Regions from separate parts of the Capra hircus genome. Here region 1 is linked to region 2. The links are chromatin contacts, called in public Hi-C maps. All regions are on one chromosome and are shown on one strand. The core of a region is the stretch at or near the end of the contact, and the rest is flanking DNA. Distances in the headings are between cores, read along the strand shown. Region 1 holds the start of GPER1 (G-protein coupled estrogen receptor 1). Region 2 overlaps ZFAND2A (AN1-type zinc finger protein 2A).

Region 1 (4,062 bases), core at 972-3,471, 170 kb before region 2:
TTCCAGGAAGACGGGGGGTGGGGCCCAGCTCAGTGCCGCAGGGTGAGGGAGACCGGCACTGAGGGGGTTACAGGCGGGCTTGCGGAAGGCCACTGCGCCTATAAAGCCTGCAGCCGCCAGGGGCAGGCCTGGCCGGAGGGCGGCGGGCAGGCTGGCTGAGGGCTGGGTGCCGCGCTTCCTGCCCCTCCCCGCTCCTTGCTAGAGCCCTGCAAAGGCCCTGATTCCACCCCAGTCCAGAATCACTGCTGGGAGACGCTGGGAGGCTGGCTGAGCCCCGCTCCCAGGGACGGGACAGGTCCGCTCAGGGCAACACACGTCGGGTGGCCAGAGGCAGCACAGGTAAGGGGGTCCCAGGCGCCCGGATGGGCAGGGGCCAGGCAGCTGGGTTGGGCGGGCTCGCCTGGGGTGGTTAACAGCGGCCGGGCCGATGTGGACAACCCAGGCGCCCCCACTGGGACTTCAATACGGAGGCTCAGCGGGAAGGTTCTTTTGTATCACAGGACAGCGGGGATGGTGAACGGTTTTTGTCCTCTGACAGCCGGCACTTTGCTTTCTCCTTCAGTGAGATGCCCACCAGCCTGAGATTAATTTAATATGTAGAACACATAGCTAATAGATCTCCCTGGAAAAGGAAATGGCAGCCCACTCCAGTGTTCTTGCCTGGAAAATCCCATGAACAGAAGAGTCTGGCGGGCTACAGTCCCCGGGGTCGCAAAGAGTCAGACGCGGCTGAGCCACTCAGCACGAGAGAGCTCACAAGAACGCGGCTCGTCTTCCTAGATCTGGACAAGTGGTGGCAATCTGAGACAAGGCCCCACTGTTTAACACTCGCCTTTCTATCTGTGAATTCGTGGCCAACTTTCATGAGCAAAGTGTGTAGCAGTTAAGACTCACGCCTGTCTTTTCTCAAGACTAGCACAGAAACAGCAGCAACGGTGGAGGATGGGAGAGCACTCGGGAAAGAAGAGGGCAGGGGAGCACTGTGGAGGCCGGGTGTGCCCCACGGCTCTGCTGGCCTTGAACTTCCGGAGATCAGCCCACAACCTCCCAAATCCCCACATTAAAAGAGCAAAGCAAATACTCTTAAGCAGCTTTTACAAAGAAATTTAAAAACAGAGGCTCTAAACATTACAGATGGGATCCAAGAACAGTGGCGTTTATCTGGTTCAAATTGGGATTACTGACCAGAGACGAATAGATAGCATGGAGCCACCAGTAAGATCCAGTGTATCAGCCCCAGAAGCAGAGGCTACCGAGTCTTTTTAAAGTAACTGACTCGCGGGTCCTGATGTATCTCTTTGCTTTCCTTGTTTTTAACGGTGCTTTCAAGCGCTTGCTCAGGAAGTGTCTGTTGCTTTGGCAACACTTTGGAAGCGATTCCCAACCATCTGCAGGTGAGGCCGGTTGCTAGGGCTCCTTGCTCCCACCCAGCTGCCTGGCCGCCTACCCCCCACCGCAGCCCGGGATGCCCCGCTACCCCAGGCCCTGCCCAGAGGCTCAGGGAGCACATGAGGAGAGCCTGCGTCCAGCTGGGCGCTGGCGGCCACCAGGGCAGGACTGGCAAAAGCAGAGGTCCGGGAGGGTTTCCCTCCCAGCCTCCTGGTCACAGCGCTTCTAGGCTGCAGGCAGCAGGAAGGAGATACTTCTGGTTTTACAATAACCGACAAAACTAAGACAAATTTTAAAATTTAGGTCCTGAAACAATGACCACTTTTTTCCATTTCATGTTATGAAAACAACTTCACGTTCAGCACCCGAACTCAGGATTGGCCAGGACCACTGGGTCCCTGCACCTGTGCAGCTGAAGAGCAAAGCCGGCTGCACCTTTGGCGTGCGCTGGGTCCACTCTTCCAGAGAGTCACCTTTCCCCTCTCATCCTCCTAAGGCTCCCCACCCCCCACCAAGACACCCCGCCCTGCTCCCTCCAGAGCTGTCTCTGGCGGGCCTCAGGCCCAGGGCCCTGGAGCCTCGGGAGAACCCGGGTGTGTGATATCTGTGTGTGACTCCCCTGCTCCAGCTCAGGGCTGGCCACCCTCCGGGCGGAGGGGACACACCCCAGCCCACCCACGCGTGTGTGCCCCCCCCCGCCGGCGCACCCTGGCACCCGCTGACCCTCTGCTCTCGCTTCCCAGGTGCCCCAGAGTGAGGGCGCAGCCTCTGGCTGCACAGGTGCCCAGGGACCCGCTCTGGCCTCACGGTCGCCTGGCTCACTTCCAGGAGCACCACCTCTCTCTCAAGATGCGTTTCCTGCTCAGCACGGGCTTCCGGGAGCAGCGCAGCGCATCCTGAGAGGCCCGCCGCCCCCGCGGCCCCGGCTCGACATGGAGCTGCCGACCGGCGCCTACAACGGCACTGCCGCAGGGCTGGAGCTGCCGCGCGCGCTGGCCAACGGCTCGGCGGCGCTCTCGGAGCGGCAGCAGTACGCCATCGGGCTCTTCCTCTCCTGCCTGTACACCGTCTTCCTCTTCCCCATCGGCTTCGTGGGCAACCTGCTCATCCTGGTGGTGAACATCCGCTTCCGGGAGAAGATGACCATCCCCGACCTGTACTTCATCAACCTGGCAGCCGCAGACCTCATCCTGGTGGCAGACTCGCTCATCGAGGTGTTCAACCTGGACGAGCAGTACTACGGCATCGCCGCGCTCTGCACCTTCATGTCGCTCTTCCTGCAGGCCAACATGTACAGCAGCGTCTTCTTCCTCACCTGGATGAGCTTCGACCGCTACCTGGCCCTGGCCAAGGCCGTGCGCTGCGGCCCGCTCCGCACCAAGCCCCGCGCGCGGCTGAGCTGCGGCCTCATCTGGCTGGCCTCCGTGTCCGCCACGCTGGTGCCCTTCACGGCCGTCCACCTGCAGCACGGCGAGGACGCGTGCTTCTGCTTCGCGGACGTGCGGGAGGTGCAGTGGCTGGAGGTCACGCTGGGCTTCGTGCTGCCCTTCGCCGTCATCGGCCTCTGCTACTCGCTCATCGTGCGCGCGCTGGTGAGCGCGCCGCGGCGCCGCGGCCTGCGCCCGCGGAGGCAGAAGGCGCTGCGCATGATCCTGGCCGTGGTGCTGGTCTTCTTCGTGTGCTGGCTGCCCGAGAACGTCTTCATCAGCGTGCACCTGCTCCAGCGCGCGCCGCCCGGGGCCGCGCCCTGCCAGCGCTCCCCGCGCCACGCCCACCCGCTGGCCGGCCACGTGGTCAACCTGGCCGCCTTCTCCAACAGCTGCCTCAACCCGCTCATCTACAGCTTCCTCGGGGAGACCTTCCGCGACAAGCTGCGGCTCTACCTGGAGCAGAAAACCGGCCTGTCGGCCTTGAACCGCCTCTGCCACGCGGCCCTGAAGGCCGTGGTCCCGGACGGCGCAGAACAGGCCGAGGTGAAGCTCAGCAGCGCCGTGTAGGGGCCGCAGGAGTGGACGGCGCGCCCCACGCGGCCCTGGGGCATCTGTCCGCCGGCTGCTCCCACAGAGCCGTCCCCTGCCTCCGGCACACGCTGGGCCCGGGGCAGACGCTTCTGAAGCCCCTAAGGAGAGCAGAAGGGAGGTCACTGGGATGAAGCAGCCTTGTTTCCAGGCAGATGTGCCGTGAACCCGCCATCTCGGGGACAGAACTCACGGCTGACGTGAGCTGGAGGCGTGGGGTGCGCTCCACGGCGGGTGTGCACCAGGCCCCCACGCCTCCCTCCATACCGGGGGGCACCTCTGTGCACAGCATCTCTGCACCTCCTGAAGGGTGGGGCGCAGCAGGTGTGTGAAGAGCCTGCCTCTGAAACGGAGTGGACAGTGGCGACGTAGACAGAGACCCTTCTTGCTAAAATATAAGAAAGAAGACCTAACAAGTCTGGGGCTGTTCAGCCTTTTGTCAATAAAACTGTCGCCAATGCCTCTGACTTCTCCATCTAACTGGTTCCCTGCGGGGGAGGGGAGCACTCAGACTCAGCCGCAGGGCCGCCCCTTCCTCACCAGAGAAACACCCTGTGTCAGGAGGCCAGCCCCCTGGCCAGATGACGCTGAGCCCTGGATGCCCCCGGCACGTGGAGGGCACCCCACACACGTTGCACACTCTGGGCACCAGGAT
Region 2 (3,867 bases), core at 368-2,867:
GGGCCGCGCAGTCCACATCCCGGAGGACCACTGGTCGGCCCGGGGAGCGCGCAGAGCGGGGCCATGCGGGAGGCCCTCGAGCCCCTTCTCTGAGTGCGGGACAGGCCGCAGCCAGCCCGGGGCTCCTCAGACACCGAGGTGGTCATGGGTGGCGGCTCCGACTCCGCCTGAAGCTCTGCAGTGGCCAAGAGATGTTCTGAAAAGGGATGAACGCAAAACTGCAAAAGATGAAAGGAACAGCCCGGCCTTTAGGGAAAGCTCGCGGACGAGCAGGACGCGCTCAGCACACGCGACACCCTGCAAGCTGGTGCGGAGGCTTGGGGGAGGAGGCTGTGCCTCCAGGAGACCCCTCCCCACAGCAGAGCTGCCCTGACCGCCGCGAGCCTGAGTGACCAGGACCCAGCACCGAGCACCCACACGGGGACACAGAGATGGGAACTTGGGGGAGAACAGGCCGGCCCAGCAGGGCCAGCACAGAGGAGCGCGGGCAGAGCGGGCGCGGGCCCAGGGCTCCCAGTCTGCGAGGCTCAGCCCGCGTGAGGCTGCCACACCGGGACAAGGCGCTCACGGGCGCCCACGAGCGCCAGGAGCGCCGCCGGAGCGAGGGTGCCGGGCCCCGCAGCAGCGGGGAAGGCAGGCGGCCCCACGCCCACTCCCGACGGACAGACGAGCGCTGGGGTCTGCGCGCCATCAGAGCGTGCTGCGCTGCCTCCTGGGAGCTCAGGAAAAAAGTGCACGTGGGCAGGGATTCCGAGAAACCACGCTAACTCTCCGCCTTCAGAGAAACAGTGAGACTCCTGTAAGGAAAGCAAACCCTAACGTAGACCCTGATAATGAGGAAACACACTTGTGAGCCCACGCCGCTCACAGTCCACGAGAAACACTCGGCAAACTGTTCAGTTCAGCCGCTCGGCTGTGTCCAACTGCTTCGACCCTGAGGACTGCAGCCCGAAGGCCTCCCTGTTGTTCACCGACGATCGTTAGGGTCTAACTCTACCTCTCCGCCGAGGACGCGGCACCCGCCTCACCTTCGCTGTCTCCTGCCCGGGGGGACGCCGACAGTCTCCATCCACGTGCGCTCCGACCGCCACATCGGGGCTCTCCCCCCGTCTCACTGGGACAGGGCCATTACAGGGTGGGCACACCAGGACCCGGCCATCCTAAACAACAAGCGTGAGACGACAGGGCTGATCAGAGAACCAAACTCACGCACACGACAGAAAGGACCGTCCTCACGGGAGGACTGGCAGTCAGCTCGGGCGGACCCCAGGGGAGCCAATGCCCAACGGACAATCACCCGCCCGCAGAGACCCCCCGAGGAGAGCCGGGGAGGCCACCCAGGAGGGCAGCGGGCGGGCAGTCCGGATGGCCAGCCTCGGGACGGCAGGGCCGTCTGTCCGGCACCAGGAGTGAGTGGAGAAGCTGCCCAGATGCCTCCAGGGCGGGCGGGGCTGCCAGGAGCCAACGCCAGCTGAGGAGCCTCGGCCCCGCCGGCCAGCGGCCCTCCCGATGCTCACGGGGCTTCCGCCATGCCCACACGGGCAGATGTGGCCACCCGCCAAGCCCAGGACGGGGGCTCTGGAAGGGTGCAGCAGGGCACGAAGCAGCGGAGCGCCTGGCACGGTCAGCACTCCTCAGGGCCAGGCCGGGCTGGCTTCCCTCGGGAGCGGTCCCTCAGGGCCAGGCCGGGCTGGCTTCCCTCGGGAGCGGTCCCTCAGGGCCAGGCCGGGCTGCCTTCCCTCGGGAGCGGTCCCTCAGGGCCAGGCCGGGCTGGCTTCCCTCGGGAGCGGTCCCTCAGGGCCAGGCCGGGCTGGCTTCCCTCGGGAGCGGTCCCTCAGGGCCAGGCCGGGCTGGCTTCACTCGGGAGGGATCCCTCAGGGCCAGGCTGGGCTGGCTTCACTCGGGAGCACACTGAGGTGATGCTGATGTGGGCGGGTGACAGGTAACCCCAGAGTGCCTGGAATCGGAGCTGAACACCACCCAGGGGCACTCCCACAGCTGGCCCGTGGGCGAGTTAAGCAAGCAAGCAATGCTGAGTCATCTCTAGGCAGACTCACCCTATCCAGGGAAACAGGAAGGTCAAGTCAACAAAACCACAGTTTTGCCTGGTCCTTGGTGCTGGCGAACATGAGTCACCCTCCCCCGCCCCCATGGATCAGTGAGGGCCCAGACCACAGCCAACACTGGTCTAAGCCTGAAAGGCCACCATCTGCACATCTGAGCTGCCACCATGGGGAACCAGCAGAGTGCTGGCTAAACTAAATGTTTCAACAAGTTAAGTAAGCTTGGAGGGTCTGGATACAGCAACTGATTCCAGGAACCCTCGAGAATAACCTGTGGTTTTTGAGCTGCGCGGCCCGAGCTTCCTGGGAAGGTGGACGCTCCTCCCTGCCCTGTCCACACAGGACTAACCTAATCCTAACAGGACTTTATGGCTCCTTTCACTCCAGCTGAGCTTCAGCTACATGTGGCTCGCGTCCACTACCTCAGGCAGCGCAGCTCTGGAGAGGGAGGATCAGAATCTTCAGAAAGAAGTATGATCGATTACCTTGGTGAATGCAAGGGGACCCTTATGTGCAGCATACGTAACTGATCTTTACAGAAATCTTGTTTACACGCGTCACATTTTAACGGAAGAAAATCTATTAAAAAAAAAAAACCAAAACAGTGAAGTGCTTTAAAGACTAGTATTTACCTTCCCTGAGTTCATATAACGCCTGTCAAACACATCCTCGAGGTATTACAAGAGAATAAAATGATTGGGATCTGTGAACTTCACAACGCCAGCAACACTGCAGAATGGGTGCAGCTACCCTTTCCAGAGAGATCTCAGCTCAGGGGGCACCTGAGTGTCTAAGCAGCACTCTTCATCCACCCAGCGCGGGCAGCCAGCCTCCTACCGGGCTGTACAGAGCCTCAACCTCAGTCCAGCACCTCATTGCTGAAGAGCCCCAAGGGCCAAGACCCAAAGGACGTCAGCTGACAAAGACAACGGCCGGTTCTCCCGGCACGCAGATGACAGAACGCCCAACTTCTGCTGCGGTTCTCTCAAAACTGCTCGCCTAGCTGCCTGCACGCTTTCTCTGAACAGTGCTTCCCCAAATCAGGGAACTCCATTGTAAGAACGTGTCCAAAGCACAGACGGCAGAGTAAAACGTCACCTGCAAGAATCAGGAAGACTTAGAGAAAAGCAACCACGGCCTGAACTTCAGTCACCAGGATTTATAGCACAGCTGGTCAAAGCAAACACACACTGCAAACGCCTAGGTCAGCTGGGCTCCCACAGGGGACCACGCCTCACAACTCTCGTCTTTCAGCAAAAAGGAAAATAGCCGTCTTAGGATAAGTACCAGCTCCTTCAGAATTAACCCCATTGAAAGGTTGTTCTTCAGTCCTTTTAATTTCTAGTTTATGAAGCTCAACCCGAATTTAGGTTTTCATTAATCCATACTTTGATTCATATTGACGAGAACATCTCATATTCAATTGGCACAGTCACCAAAGGAAGCTTCAGCCTTGGTGAACTTTAAATCCCCATTTCATCTACTGAATATACTTGTTGACATAAACAAAACTCCGTTACCAGGTGCTAAATCCCATTAACTAACTGCAGGAGCCCGGAGAGATTCGCCTCGGTCCCCTCCTGCTCTAACTCCCTGATGCATTGAGTCTTACTTAGAATTTACTCCTTAACGACCATCAGCCTGGAGTTGACGGGGGAAGGGCAAGAAGTCAACTCACCAGTGGGAAACAGGCATAGGAACAGCCAGGCCACCGCACTTGAGCGGAAACCGCATCCCCGGGGCGCCTCGCAGGCTCCCCTCGATCAGGCACCCACTCTCGAGCTCTGGTCCCTCCCAGAGCCCA

Evidence for each region. Hi-C and Micro-C count contacts between places; a contact is called where the count stands out from the background.
Region 1: a Hi-C map of blood shows a contact between it and region 2, with 5 times the contacts expected there. The contact joins the promoter of GPER1 here to the enhancer-like site in region 2. A contact is called at or near these places in 2 of 5 Hi-C or Micro-C datasets (both in blood).

What each region holds. Positions count from the first base shown.
Region 1 is chr25:42,537,691-42,541,752 of ARS1.2, reverse strand. It overlaps GPER1 (G-protein coupled estrogen receptor 1), which reads left to right and starts at 2,221. Exons shown (of 1, transcript XM_018039918.1): 1 at 2,221-3,487. The coding sequence starts at 2,322. The coding sequence ends at 3,386.
Region 2 is chr25:42,367,106-42,370,972 of ARS1.2, reverse strand. ZFAND2A (AN1-type zinc finger protein 2A) reads right to left here. Exons shown (of 5, transcript XM_018040941.1): 2 at 1,029-1,160. Among named protein-coding and RNA genes, the nearest start is that of ZFAND2A, 2.6 kb to the right of the region's middle. Within about 2 kb of position 1,617, at least 2 of the 5 cell types and tissues checked have an H3K27ac peak or open chromatin away from gene starts, as enhancers often do.